Regions from separate parts of the Mus musculus genome. Here regions 1, 2 and 3 are each linked to region 4. A link is a contact called in public Hi-C, HiChIP or PLAC-seq and promoter capture Hi-C data. All regions are on one chromosome and are shown on one strand. Each heading gives the region's core, a stretch centred on a gene start, on an enhancer-like site or on the middle of the called end of the contact. The rest is flanking DNA. Distances are from core to core; before and after follow the strand shown.

Region 1 (3,501 bases), core at 797-3,296, 200 kb after region 4:
TTATAAATGAGATACTTTCACATTTTAAAGGCTGCCCTAAGGGATTAATGATGCCTCCAAGGGGCTGGTTGAAGGTCACCTGTGCTTTCAGAGTCCTTCCGCAACCCCTGAATAGGTGCCATTTAAAAAGAATGGAGTGTGAGTTCTTTCCAAAGCTGTTATGGAGGGACAATTTAGTATGGTGATTATAAGAATGGATTCGGGAACTCACCCCATGAATCTAAAACTTGACTACCACTTACGCTCTGAGGTTATCTGCCATTGCTCTTTCTATGCTCAGTAGCAATTGTGCTAAGCTGCAAGCTGTAGATGGGCCTGCTTCCTCTCTGAGCCTAGTTCTCAGTTGCAAGTAGGTGCAGGCATGCCTACCTCTGGAGAGCTTGCTACCAGGCCTCAAAGAGAAAACTGAAGTGCCAACACCTGTTGAATATTTGGGCCATGCGCTGTTAAAAAGCTTTTGGCATATATGAAATATATATATATATTTGAAATATATATATATGGAATATATATATGTGTATGTTTGTGTGTGTACATCTCTCTGTAGAGGAGTTCATGTGTGTGTGTGTGTGTGTGTGTGTGTGTGTGTGTGTGTGTGTGTGTGTAGATCACTGATTCAGCTAGATCGCTAGGCCAGCAAGCCCTCCAATCTCCATGATTGTGCCTGGCTTTTACATGGATTCTGCAGATCAGACTTTGGCCCTTGCTCATAGCAAGCACTTTACTGACAGAGCCATCTCCCCAGTCCCGAGGTTTGGATCCCGGCAAGCACCCTATGAAGTGGGTGCTTACCTGGATACAAGTGGGCAGAGAGCAGGGACACAGAAGTGAGGGTCTCTCCCATGGTGGTTACATAGTCACCGAAGAGCTAAGGGCAGGATTTCGAAGTGAGTGGTTGATGGAGCTGTGAGAATCACCAGCTTGGGGATTCTGTGAAGGCCGAGGAAGGAGGGGATACCCAGAGATGGCTTGAGAAGAACAAAGATGTTAGGTCTCAGGGGACATTGAGAACGTAAAACCTACAGACCCCTCCCCTTTGATGTGGCCTAGTGTGACCCTGCCGTTAGAGCATAGCGGGAGAGGGTGAAGTACAGGAGGAGCCTCATGCATCTTGCCCCCAGCTCTCTCACTGGACAGGGACTCTGACCCTCTCCTGAGGCAGCTGTCACTTAGGAATGTTCTGTGCTCAGGCTTCACTTCAGGAATTCTTCCTGCAGAGCCTAGAGCAAAATCCAACTGGAGTGTGTTTGTGGGCTTCTCTAAAAATGAACACTTGAAAAAAATATATATATATATATATATTCTCTTAAGAAATGAAGCGAAACAAAAAAGAGCATCTTTCTGCACCTCCAGGTAAACCTAGACTCCTTGTTCGAGTGTCTCCCTTCCCCCAGGCATTTTCTTCCTCAGTGGCTCCTTATAAGAAGCCTTTGCTGTAAGCCATGGCTGACAGAACCCAGGTGACCCCTCAGAGTCCCTGCTCATCCTCCCTAACTCCACCCCAAGCCCCTCAGCGTCCACAGACAGCCTTCCATACATGACATTTATAGCACGAAAGACCTCCTGGCCCAGCCACTGCAGGCCCAGAGCAGAAAGCTTTGTCCCACCACCCTCCTTCCCATCTTCCCATGACTCTACTCCCCACTCTAGAAAAGCCAGGCCTGTCATTAATGGGGTTTCTCTCCCCCAAACATGATTTTGAACCTTTTCTAACCAGTGCCGGCTGCCCAACCCAGTTTCCAGAACTTAAGAAGCACACTCCTAAAAGAATGAAATGAACTTCAGTTTGGCACGCACCTGTCAGGCTCTCCCAAGAGCTCTTTCCCTCTGGTGAAGTTCAGGCCAGCACCCAGCTAGAGGCCGGAGGAAGAGCCTCTGAGTTGCCTCCCCAGAGCTGTCCAGCTGGCTGTTATGTGAGCGAGCAGCAGGGAGGCCAGCCCGGGGGAGTGGTCAGCAAATGGGAGGAAGGTCATTGGGCTGGCCAAGAGAAGCAAAGCCAGCTTGGCTGTCCCTTGTGGTAAAATTGCTGCCTCCTCCTCTTCCTCCCCCTCCTTCTTTTCCCTTCTCTTCCTACTCCGTCTCCTTCTCCCCTTCTTATTCCTTTCTCCTCCTCTTTTTCTTCCTCCTCCTCTTCCTCCCCTTCTCCTCTTCCTCCTTTTCCCCCTCCTCCCCCACTTCATCTTCTCCTTGTCCCCACCTCCCAGTCCCTTTCCCACTGCTGGTTCTGCTTGCCAAGTATGTCTTTCGTGACTTCCCTGGCTCGTGCAGACGCAGTCAGTGACCTTCAGAACGCAGCAGGGGAGCAGAAATGAGAAAGAAAATAGTCTTGTTTGAAGAGGCACAATGGTCTCTTTCTCGAAGGGCCTTTTCTTTTCCCCTGACTCCCTCAGCTACTGACTTCTTTTGCTAGATGTTGGTATGTGTTTAAGACAGACATGGGCACTTGGCAGCTGAGTGAGACACTCTCTCCAGAGCTGTGCTACCACACAAGGTGTGGGGCAGGCATGGTGGTGTGCCTTCAGTCTTGCCTTTTCCTACCCGTGTGCTCCTGGAAGCCCTCCCTTTACCTCCCTCTCAGCATCTGTAATATAATAGCTCTCATCCCCCATGAGAATCAAAGGAGTAAAGCCAGTGTCTGGTTTTCATAAGGACATTAGTGAGTCAACAATGACCGTGACAATAACATTATGATTGTTGCCACTGTTGTATTAAAATGACAAAGGAGGGTTGTTTGTTTTTGAAACAAAGTTGCATTTAACCCAAGCTAGCTTCAATTCCATCTGTAACTGGGGATTACCTTGAACTTTTAATCCCCCTGTCATCAGCTCCCAAATGCTGGGATTGCAGGCGTGCACTATCACGTTGGTGTGTCGCTGGGGTCAAACACAGGCCTTCATGCGTGTTAGGAAAGCACTCTGCCAACTGAGGCCTGCCCAGGAAGATTGTTACATAGACTACACAGATTGGAGGAGCCAGGAACCTCCAATCCCAGGCTCCTTATTTCTTTTGTTGTTGGGAGCTCCTGTCCATCACAGAAACTCTCTAGAAATAAAAGGCTCTCTTTCCCAGAGAAGCATCCCCAGCTTGCTGCCGCTTGTCTGTCCCCTGAATTCCTTTGACAAATGGTTATTGGGTACCTGCCCCCTACCACACCACACACCAGAGTCTCCAAGCTGCACAAGTTTCTGCCCCATGTGGTTCACACACTTAGGAAGATAACCGAGCATCAGTGGTACAGCTAGAGACAGAATGGCCCCTGACACCTCCAGTCGCCAGGCCTGGCAGGTGGGAAGTTTGTTCGGTAACCTGTTCTCTGCGTGCCTCCTGGAGCTCAGTGAACCTCCTTCAGGTGGCGTCCCCTAGAAGCCAGTTCAGCCCTGAACTTTTTATCTGCTGTTGGCAGTAGCTGTCCTCAACAAATGAGCTTATAGAGTGTCAGGTACTACCCACTGCCCATGGCTGCCAGCCACCCTCAGCCACCTACCACCTACAGCCACCCAC
Region 2 (3,056 bases), core at 393-2,892, 220 kb before region 4:
ATAACACATCTGTATCAAAGTTCAGAGTTAAGTATTAACTTTAATGCCCAGAATTTAAAAACAAAATCCAAAGCATGAAATTTTCATCCCTCCTAAGATATTTATCTTGGGGTGAGAGAGATGGCCCAGTAGTTGAGATCAAACACTACCTTAAGACCTAACTCTATTTAAAACACCCACATCAGGAGGTTCATAACTGACTGTAACTGCAGTTCTAGGGGATCGGAGGATCTCTTCTGATATCCATGGGTACTTGCACTCATGTGTGCATACCAATAAATAGGTGCACACACATATACACATAATTAATCATTAAGCTGGGCAGTGATGGCACACATTTATAATTCCAGGACTCAGGGGGCAAAGGCAGGCCAGCCTGGTCTACAGAATCAGTTCCAGGACAGCCAGGGCTACACTGAGAAACAATGTCTCAAAAAAAAAAAAAAAAAAAAAAAAAAAAAAAAAAAAAGGAAAAAAAAAATCTTTAAAAATACCAAATGCACTAAAATAAAGAAATCCTTTTATATAATGCTTAAACTTCATGTTTACTGGTTCATTCTCCGTAAAACTAGCCAAAATGTTACTGTACCTTTTCATCTTCCCACTGAAAAAAGTTACAGTCTTTTCTATCTCTACAGGCTGAGCAGGCATAAAACTTTCGTGTTTCTTCCTTCCCTTGGTTCACTTTTACAAAGAGAAGAGTAGGCCCTAGTTCCAGAATAGGAAGAAAAAATAAGTATCAAGCAGTAGTCTACACCAAGTTTCTCTGCCTTAAATAAAACTTATTTAGGCATTATACATAATTTATAATTCAATGTACTATCCTCTTTGATAAATCTTATTTTCTTCCATTGCAACACTGATGCATTTGAATATTAGAAATAATTTTTAAAACTGCTCTCTTCAAAAAGAAAATGCTTTCTGTTTACATTACAATAGTCAACAGCTGGGGTCCATGACGAAAGTATGCTTAAAAGAACAAACGCGAATAAAACAAGGGGGAAAGCCCGGAGAACTGCAAGGTTTGCCGTTACCATTTTCAGTGAAACCCTGAGCTTTACAGTTGGAAAGCCGCAAGAAGTAAACTTAATTAGGCTTCCAGGGTTTTGTTGTTTATTCTAACTTCAAAACAATAAAACCCCATCAATTCAACAAATTAAATTCCGCTAAGAACTTGTCAGCAAGAAGCCTTCAGCCCCGTGCATTCTACGTTCGGCTTTCTCCCTAACCTGTCCCCCAAAGCAGAGATGCTAACAGCTCTGGAGACAAAGCTCCAGCAGCCAGGACCTCTCTGGGGGTTTACTAAATAGAGTGACAAACACTTTCTGAAACCGGGTGTTATTCACGCATCACACAAGGTAAGGAAGAGGGGGTGGGAAAAAGCCTTCTCTTCCAGACACAAATCCGAAAAACCCGCAGAGCACCTAGCCCAAGCCTCGCCATTGGCGCCGCCGGCAAGGCTGAGCGCAGACGCCGACCCACCGTGCGGGCACAGCGGGGCAGGAGCCGTGGGGTTCGAGGGAAGCGCCACCTCTACCCCGGACGCCCTACGCCCCGCGTCGCCATCACCCTCCAGGGACTCAAGACAGTCCATGGGCGCCGCCATCTTTCTGCCGAAGTCCCGAAAGCCTCTGTCCCAACCAAGGAGGCGGAGAAAGAGCGCCGCCGCGGCACGCGGAACCCACAGCGCCCCACGCGTCCTGGAGGAGCCATGCCGCCGTCAGACCCAGAGTGAGAAACTAAGCAGGACACCCACCCACCCACCCACCCACCCACCCACACACACACCCGTGGGGGTTCTGGGGTGAAGCTGGAAGGCCTATGCCAAGAGAGCACCTATAACCAGGAGAAGAGATGAATCTTTAGAACAAAGATCTGATTAGATTATAGATCCAAAAGAGCAACAAAGAGGTAAACAATGGCTGAACCACACAGCACAGCAGCTCTATTGCGTTTAACAATGCCAAAGAACTGTCTAGTCTTTTGGTTTGGTTCTGTTCTGTTCTGTTCTGTTCTCTGACAGGGTTTCATGTAGTCCAGGCTAGCCTCTAACTCCCCAGTAGCAGAGTGTAGCCTGGAACTCCTAATCTTTTGCCTCTACCTCCCAAATGCTGGGGTTACAAACACATGCCTCACCATGCCTGGAGCTCATCTAACACTTGCTCTTACACGTAATTATTGAATTCTCGTTCTCGTTTGTACCTCAGGAAAAGAATGTCGCCATTTGCCAGTGGCAGTTGTCTACATAAAAAATATCAAAGAATGTACACTTTTTAAATAACTTCTAGGTTAACTTGAGTTTGGTAAGTTTCAGGATATGAGACTAACATACCCTGGCAGTGATTGTCTAAACATAAAATTTAGAATACCACTTAGAATTTCCAAGCAAAAGAAGCATGTATTTGTTTAACGTACACAGGTCTCATGAGCAGAAAACTAGAAAATGTGGTTGAAAAAAAAATCAAGAAAGATCTAAATAAATGTGGAAGCGTGGTCTGTTCATTACACGGGAAACGGAACACAGTAAAGATGCCACCTCCTACCAGGTTAAGTGCAGACAGGTTGAGTGCAGTTTCTAGCAAAATCTCAGCCAGATATACAAAGTATTATTCTGAATTTTATAGGGAAAGGCAAAGAAATGGCTAAAATAATTTTAAAAGAAAATAACCAAGTGGGAGAGATCAGTCTATCTAATTCCAAACAGTGGTAGTAGTAGTCAAGGCTCATTCATACACACATCTGTCAATGAAATTGCAAATTGTAACACGCGTACATGCGTGTATACACACATGCACATGCACACACTCTGATCTGAATAAGGTACATGAGGAGGTATATAATTATGATAATAAAGCAGCCTTCAAAAATGATACAGTCTTCTCTTTTCTGAGGAAAAACTTTGGTGAGAAAAATCCCACACCTTAGATTTAGGTACACAGTTATTCACCAGTTTACAACAGGCACAAATTCTAGAAACTCTGCCACTAGGGGATTTTATTGCATAGGCATTAGAGTAAAATTTAAAAAACTGGGGAGGCTACAACATCACCAAGATC
Region 3 (3,073 bases), core at 177-2,676, 180 kb before region 4:
AGAGATTTGTGAAAGTGGAAAACTTCACATTCCTTTGCTCTATTCAGTGTTGCATGGCAAACTCATCCATCAGCTAACGTCGTGGTAAGGGCAGACCCCTATGTAGTTAATGTGTTTCAGAGACGACTTCCTTTAGGTCTCTTATTTAGAGGATTTGTGTTTGAATAAAAGTTGTTAGAACTCTTGACTTGCCCTGTTCAAATCATTTCAAGTCACATTAGCACACTGGTAGGTCAAATAAACTTAACTTCTAAGAAATGCAGTATTAATAACAACTACCTTCCCTGTGGCTTTTCCACAAGGAGTCATATGGAATGATGCTCGTGGAATAGTGCATATGATACTTCTTTGGATCCATCCTATCATCATCAAGTAGGAGAAAAAGGGAAAAAAAAAAAAAAAAAAAAAGCCAGTCTAGACTCCAGATGGATCTCATACAAATCTACTCCATTTCAGCCACACTCCACTCCACCGGTCCAAACTCACCACACAGACACCCAGGCCTGCAATAGCATGCCTTAATTTTTAGTTTAAACATTGTTAGTTAGCCTCTCTTTCAAAGGTCCACTTAAAATCAGCCCAGGAGATAATGAAAAGGTGTTTTTCTTTTTAAGCGCGCAAATATACTTTGCAGAGAGCTGGCGGCAGGAGTTCGCCCGCCTCCGCCCCCTCTGGCTAACGTCACAATAGCAACATTTAATAGAAAGTTTTGAAACTTGTCCCAGCGGCAAATGGTCATCCCTTCCTATTATCTCTCGGCTTATCATCCGCCCTGTAAACTCATGACTCCGACGAGAACTTTCTGGATCGTTGTGCGTTCTTAATTCAGAACTTAAGTCCAAACTTGAACAAACAACTTACGTCACAGTCCTGGATGAAGTTTCCCTCAGTGTTGGGTTCCCACTTGGACTGACTCTTTGGGGAAGCCTACAGAGTGAGATTTTAGTGGTCCCCGTTCTCCTGCCACAGAGGGAAAGGTGAGAGGAAACTGAGGCAGGGAAGGGCGGGTTGCGCGCGCGCATGGGTCGCACCTGAGCTCGTAGTGCGGGTCCGATCCAGCTCGGTGGACAAGCTCGCGGAGATCGACCCTTCCCCGGACACCGCCGGCGGCTCGTCGGTAGCGGGCTCGCGGAGGACATCCGCGCCCTCGTCCGCCTGCATTCTCACGGCGCTCCCGGGCGCGACCCTCCGCGGCTGGGCCCAGGCAACGCGAGGCAGCAGCGGCTCCCGCTCCTCGTCCTCGTCCTCCGAGGGGCGGGTGGGCTCGCAGGCCTCCGCCATGATGTCCCGGGGCGGCTCCGGCGCTCAGAGCCGCCGGGCTCCGGACTGGGACCCCAGCATCACGCCAAACCGCGGGGGACTGCTCCCACCGACGCCACCTCACCAGTCCACCAGCCCGCGCCGGCCACGCCCAGCCGCCGGCCACGCCCCGCCTCTCGAGCCCCGGGACGCCTTCCTTACGCCTGCGCAGAAGGACAGGGGGTGGGGCAAGCGAGGGTGGGGCGGGGCGGGGCGGGGTAGGGCATTGATGGCCACCTGTGTCTCAACTCCCAGAGCGTTGCCAGCCATTGCAGTGGATCCAGCAGAAAGCCAGGACCAGCGTCATTTCCGCGGGAGGTGCATCCCTTCCAACCTAAATAGTCCTCTCTTATTACTATATACATAATATACATTTATTTCACTAACTTTTCTCTAAAAGTTCATGAAGGCTGGGAGCTACTTCTATTACTATAGTCCATATGTTAAATATATAGTTTTGTAATCATAATCTGTGCATTATATGCATTTATTTGCTACTAAAATCGAGACGGGAGTGTATGTTTAGACATTCTTGATAGTGGTAATTTATAGATTTCTTTTGCTTTGACTGAAGTTAAACTAAGGTGTGTCAACACTTAGAAATCTTTCAAAGGCTGTATTTCGGCTGTGCTAATTTTTTTCCCTACTTCGCTGACTTTATTTTTTATTTTTATTTTGCTTCTTACTACTCATCTGTTTCACTTTTCTTTTCCTAGTTGTTTAGTAAAGATTAAAACATCGAGGAAGACCCGGGCGTGGTGGCGCACGCCTTTAATCCCAACACTCGGGAGGCAGAGACAGGCAGATTTCTGAGTTCCAGGCCAGCCTGGTCTACATAGTGAGTTCCAGGACAGCCAGAGCTACACAAAGAAACCCTGTCTCGAAAAAAACAAAAAACAAAAAAAAAAAAAAAAAAAAAAAATCGAGGAGGTTCCTACCTTTTAAACATAATGCCTTTAGAGCTGAGTTGCCTTCAGAGCTTTGCTTTAGCTGCGGTTCCACTGTTTTTGATGTAGTGTGCTTCACTTTTGACTCAGCTGATAATAGTTTATAATTACTTTTAGGATTTTCCTCTTTGATCTACTACTTTGAAATGTATTAATTTTCAAATTTAAGTACTGTGCTGGTTAGTTTTTGTCCACTTGATACAAAAGACTCTCTTGGGGAGAAGGACACTCCATTGAGGAACTGGCTCCATCAGAATAGTTTGTGAGCATATCTTTGGGGAATTTCTTGATTAATGTTTGATATGAAAGAACCCCATCCACTGTGAGTAATGCCATCCACCTACTATTTTGAAATTTTTATCTTGTTTGTTTCATCCTTCTTTATTGTTGTTGTTTTTTGGATGGGACAAATGTTCTATGTGCAGTTTTATGAAGAACATAGATTCTATAGTTCAGTGGCTTTTTGTTTCTTTGTTTGTTTTTGCTTTTTTTCTAAGATGGGATTTCTCTGAGTTGCCCTGGCCATCCTGGCTGGCCTTAAACTCAGATCTACCTGCTTCTGCCTCTCAAGCACTGAGATTAAAGGTGTGCGCCACCACCACATGGTGGTTGGATGGTTTTTATCTCCCAGTTGATTCTATTATTTAAGTATTGCCAGTGTTGTGCAGGTTACCCATTTACCACAGACTTTTTCATCTAGTACTGAGAGGAGGTTATTACAATCCTTATTACTGTGGATTTGTATGCTCAGTTGGCTTTTATGACTTCCTAGTAATTTTAGATTTTGAATTAAAATACTACATGTGTGTGTGAAGGTCAGAGAACAA
Region 4 (3,338 bases), core at 236-2,735:
GTGATGTTTCTGTTAGGATATTTCATCATAGCAACAGGAAAAGTAACTAAGACCGTGTTTTACTCTTTCCATGAAGTGCCATAGTAGCATCCCATGTTCTACCCTTTGGCCAGTCTCTTATATCCATGTAACTATGGGAAGGTCCTTCTATTGGGCTATCTGTCCAGCTACTGAAGTTTCCTGCCCATAGGGAGAGTTTTTCTCTTTTCCCATAGTGGACAGCCAGATATTTCCCCCGTTGAATTGTGCTAAAATGATTCAGGAATAAGAGGCAGCACCGATGAATTTCCTCTTCTGCACTGGCTGTACTTGTTTCAGGCACACGCTAACATCAGAATGGTTTGCCCAGGTTGGTAGCCTGATGGACAGGTCTGAGCTCAGAGCAGTTGCAGGGGTGGGGTAGGGGAATCTATAATGCTTTGTTCTGCTTTGGCATTTCCTTCCATGCCCCCAGCAGCACACGACCTTATGATAACATTAACGCTCCTTAAGACAGATTCTAGAAGTAAAAAGGGTTTCCCTGGGGCCAGTTACAAATCCCCATCTCAGGCTCCAGTCTTTCTCTTTGGTGTTGACTGTTAACAGCACACTCTGACAGCTACCCAGGACTCCTGGGCTTCAGTTTTCTCATCAGTTAAATTCTTGAAGATGGATAGCATCCGCTAAGGGTTAGGAGATGAAAGGCCCAGTGCTCAGAGCAACAAACTCTGTCTCTCCTAACAATCTGTGTCCCCCATCATTTAATCAGGGGGTGGGGGTGGGGCGTAGCTACCGTGTGTAGCTACCGTGTTGAGCCAGGAAACTTTTCTTCGCAGGCTAGGTTCTTGCAAGGCCCAACAGCCAGGCAGGGGATACCCTGCTGTAGCAGTTTTGCGATTCTAGTTTTCTTGGGCAACTGAAAAGGGATGGCTTCAGTGAGCTGAGGTGCAGTGGAGACTCAGACCCCACAGAAACATGGTGGGCCAGCCAAGGTGGCCCAGTCGGGTCCCTGTGCTACAGTCATTTAGGTCCTCTGTAAGATAAATGAAGTCTGCACAAAGGTCTGGCCTCTTCGGGGCACTCGGGGATAGAGACCTTTCTCCCAGGTCAAGACAGTGCTCCCCACTCCTACTTTTCTGGGGGTGTAGAGGCTCCAGTTCTTACGGTTTCTACTTTCTAAAATTTATTTATTTATTTATTTATTTATTTATTTTTTGCGGGGAAGGAAGCTCAGGATTTGACCCCGTAGAAAGGAGTCCACTGTCTGTGAAATCCTTTGCAGCCACAGAAGGATTGCGGGTCCCTGCTCCCAGGGGGTCTGAGCCACGGCTGGCCCCTCCCCCAAGGTCATCCAACTTTTCCTCCCCCCCCCTCCCCCGCGGGGCGGGCCCCCGCGTGCATTATTCATTGGTCCGGGCCCGCGGCAGGCGCGGGTGCTGATGTCAGGCCAGCGCGGGTGAGGCGGTGCGGCGGCCGCCCAGCAGCCCGGGCGCGGGTGGGGGGGCGCCGAGTGGGGGTGGCGGCCAGCATGCTGCTCGGCTGCGGCTCGGCCTCCCACACCCGCGGCGCCCGCGTCCTCGCCAGCAGCGCTGGCGGCCGATCGGCAAGCGGCACCCGCGTCTGCTGCGGCGCTGGGTCCGAGCGCACGGCGCGGGGCGGCGGCGGCGGCGGGGGTCCGAGCCCGGGCGGGGACCCGGGGACCCGGCATGGCGCTATGGAGAGGCGGCGGGGCGCTGGGGTTGCTGCTGCTGAGCGCCGCGTGCCTCATCCCGCCGAGCGCGCAGGTGAGGCGGTTGGCGCGCTGCCCCGCCACTTGCAGCTGTACCAAGGAGTCCATCATCTGCGTGGGCTCCTCTTGGGTGCCTAGGATCGTGCCTGGCGACATCAGCTCCCTGTGAGTGGGACCCCTCCATCTCCGCCCCGCCCTGCCCTGCCCTGCGCCGGCCGCCGCCAGGGAGTTGCGGCTGGTGCTGGGGCAGCGCCACCTGACCCTGCTCCTTAGTCCCTTTCTTTGCCTTTGGGTTGGGGGGCACGGAACGTGGGTGGAATCTGTGTGGAGTGGAGGGTGGGGTGGGGGGCGACTCTAAACCCCAGAGTACGGGAATCCAGACAGGTCCGCGTGACAGTTTCTCATTGTGGCCCGAGGCCACCTGCATCAGACCTACCTGGGGGGGAGCTGATGCTACTGCAGACCCAGGGCCCACCATGGGATAGGGTCTCTGCACCAGAGTTCACAGCCTGTATTTCGGGCCACGAGGTGATCCTTGGGGCACCTTAAAGTTTTGAGTGGTTCTGTTGTGTTGGTGAGTGGGTGGGTGTGTGACTGGAGAGCAGCTGTATGCGCCCGGATTGAGCGGCTAATTAGGAATGGGTGAGGCCTCACTGCAGCGGGCCTCAGCTCTGCTGGGAGGTTGGCCCCCTCCTGACCTCTCCACACTGCAGGCTAGGAAATGCCTAAGCTGTGCAAAGGCACACAGCTTCTGGAAGTAGAGGGGTTACTCCACGTGGCTTAGAGAGGGGAAACCCGGAAGACTTCTAAGTGCTTTTCCGTATATGGTGTCCAGCCGAGCCCCCTAGTGAGGGAAACCTTCCAACTTCTTGCCTTGAGTTCAAGAGGGCCCCCTTTTTACCATCTTTCTCCATGGTGGGTTGTATTACCAGCACTGACAGAACTAACCAGAGAGATTCCTCCACTTGCTTGCTAAGCACTTTCAACTAGGTCTCACACAGTGGCAATAGTGAAGTGTTGCTATGGAAGGGATCTGAGGGTGGTCTGTTTATTGCTGGGGCATCTCTTGCTAGGACAGCCCCTTATTCCAGGCTGAGGTGCTGGAGTACCCCTGCAGATGTAGAGGAGGGGATCCTGAGGGTAAGGTAGTTCTGGGTACCACGTTGCTTGTGCCTTCTCCATCGTGTCCTGTGCTTCTTCAAGGCAAAAACAGCATCAGCGTACAGGGAGGGAGAGGGTTCAAGGTCCTGTTTACATCTGTAAAAAGTTGGAAGAGTTTGGCTGTGGGCACAGCAGGCCCGTTTGCCTCTTACTCTTGCTAAATTAGATCACATGGAGGATTCTAGAATTTCTCTTGTTAAACCCTTTGGATGGGATCAAAGCTGAAGTGTTCTGCATGTTAACTCCAGTCATGTATGGAAATCCTGCTGTGGCCAGAAAGGGCAGGAGACCCTGAGGCAGAAGCAGCCAAGCTTCTTTTCCCAGCTCGACCATTTATCTGGCAGATGGCCCTGCCTCTCGCTTCCTGGGCCAGTTCAGGTGTCTCTGAGTTTCCCCCAAGGCTTTCACAGTGCATTTAGTCAGAAGTGCTCTGAGTGTCTTCCAGAGACTTGTGCTTCCAAGGGGGGAA

The links. Promoter capture Hi-C pulls out the DNA fragments that hold promoters and counts their contacts. A called contact is a pair of places that touch in the nucleus more often than the background predicts. HiChIP or PLAC-seq counts read pairs in DNA pulled down with a chosen protein or histone mark.
Region 1: an H3K4me3 HiChIP or PLAC-seq map of stem cell-derived neural progenitor cells shows a contact between it and region 4, with 24 read pairs. The contact joins the promoter of Sod3 here to the promoter of Lgi2 in region 4. A contact is called at or near these places in 3 of 39 promoter capture datasets (HPC-7-derived erythroid cells, embryonic stem cells and stem cell-derived epiblast-like cells), 1 of 115 datasets of contacts at active chromatin or transcription factors (stem cell-derived neural progenitor cells) and 1 of 9 other capture datasets (adipose tissue).
Region 2: a Hi-C map of embryonic stem cells shows a contact between it and region 4, with 2.5 times the contacts expected there. The contact joins the promoter of Zcchc4 here to the promoter of Lgi2 in region 4. A contact is called at or near these places in 5 of 39 promoter capture datasets (cranial neural crest, embryonic stem cells, hippocampal neurons and 2 more), 2 of 484 Hi-C or Micro-C datasets (both in embryonic stem cells) and 1 of 9 other capture datasets (embryonic stem cells).
Region 3: a contact with region 4 is called in a promoter capture Hi-C map of stem cell-derived epiblast-like cells, with 2.1 times the contacts expected there. The contact joins the promoter of Pi4k2b here to the promoter of Lgi2 in region 4. A contact is called at or near these places in 4 of 39 promoter capture datasets (embryonic stem cells and stem cell-derived epiblast-like cells), 2 of 484 Hi-C or Micro-C datasets (embryonic stem cells and uterus), 2 of 115 datasets of contacts at active chromatin or transcription factors (both in embryonic stem cells) and 2 of 9 other capture datasets (adipose tissue and embryonic stem cells).

The regions. Positions count from the first base shown.
Region 1 is chr5:52,362,349-52,365,849 of GRCm38.p6, reverse strand. Sod3 (superoxide dismutase 3, extracellular) reads right to left here and starts at 2,046. Exons shown (of 2, transcript NM_011435.3): 1 at 1,798-2,046.
Region 2 is chr5:52,781,641-52,784,696 of GRCm38.p6, reverse strand. Zcchc4 (zinc finger, CCHC domain containing 4) reads right to left here and starts at 1,642. Exons shown (of 13, transcript NM_001308144.1): 1 at 1,483-1,642; 2 at 590-708. The coding sequence starts at 1,606.
Region 3 is chr5:52,739,927-52,742,999 of GRCm38.p6, reverse strand. It overlaps Pi4k2b (phosphatidylinositol 4-kinase type 2 beta), which reads right to left and starts at 1,426. Exons shown (of 10, transcript NM_025951.3): 1 at 1,032-1,426. The coding sequence starts at 1,281.
Region 4 is chr5:52,564,453-52,567,790 of GRCm38.p6, reverse strand. It overlaps Lgi2 (leucine-rich repeat LGI family, member 2), which reads left to right and starts at 1,485. Exons shown (of 8, transcript NM_001310604.1): 1 at 1,485-1,873. The coding sequence starts at 1,686.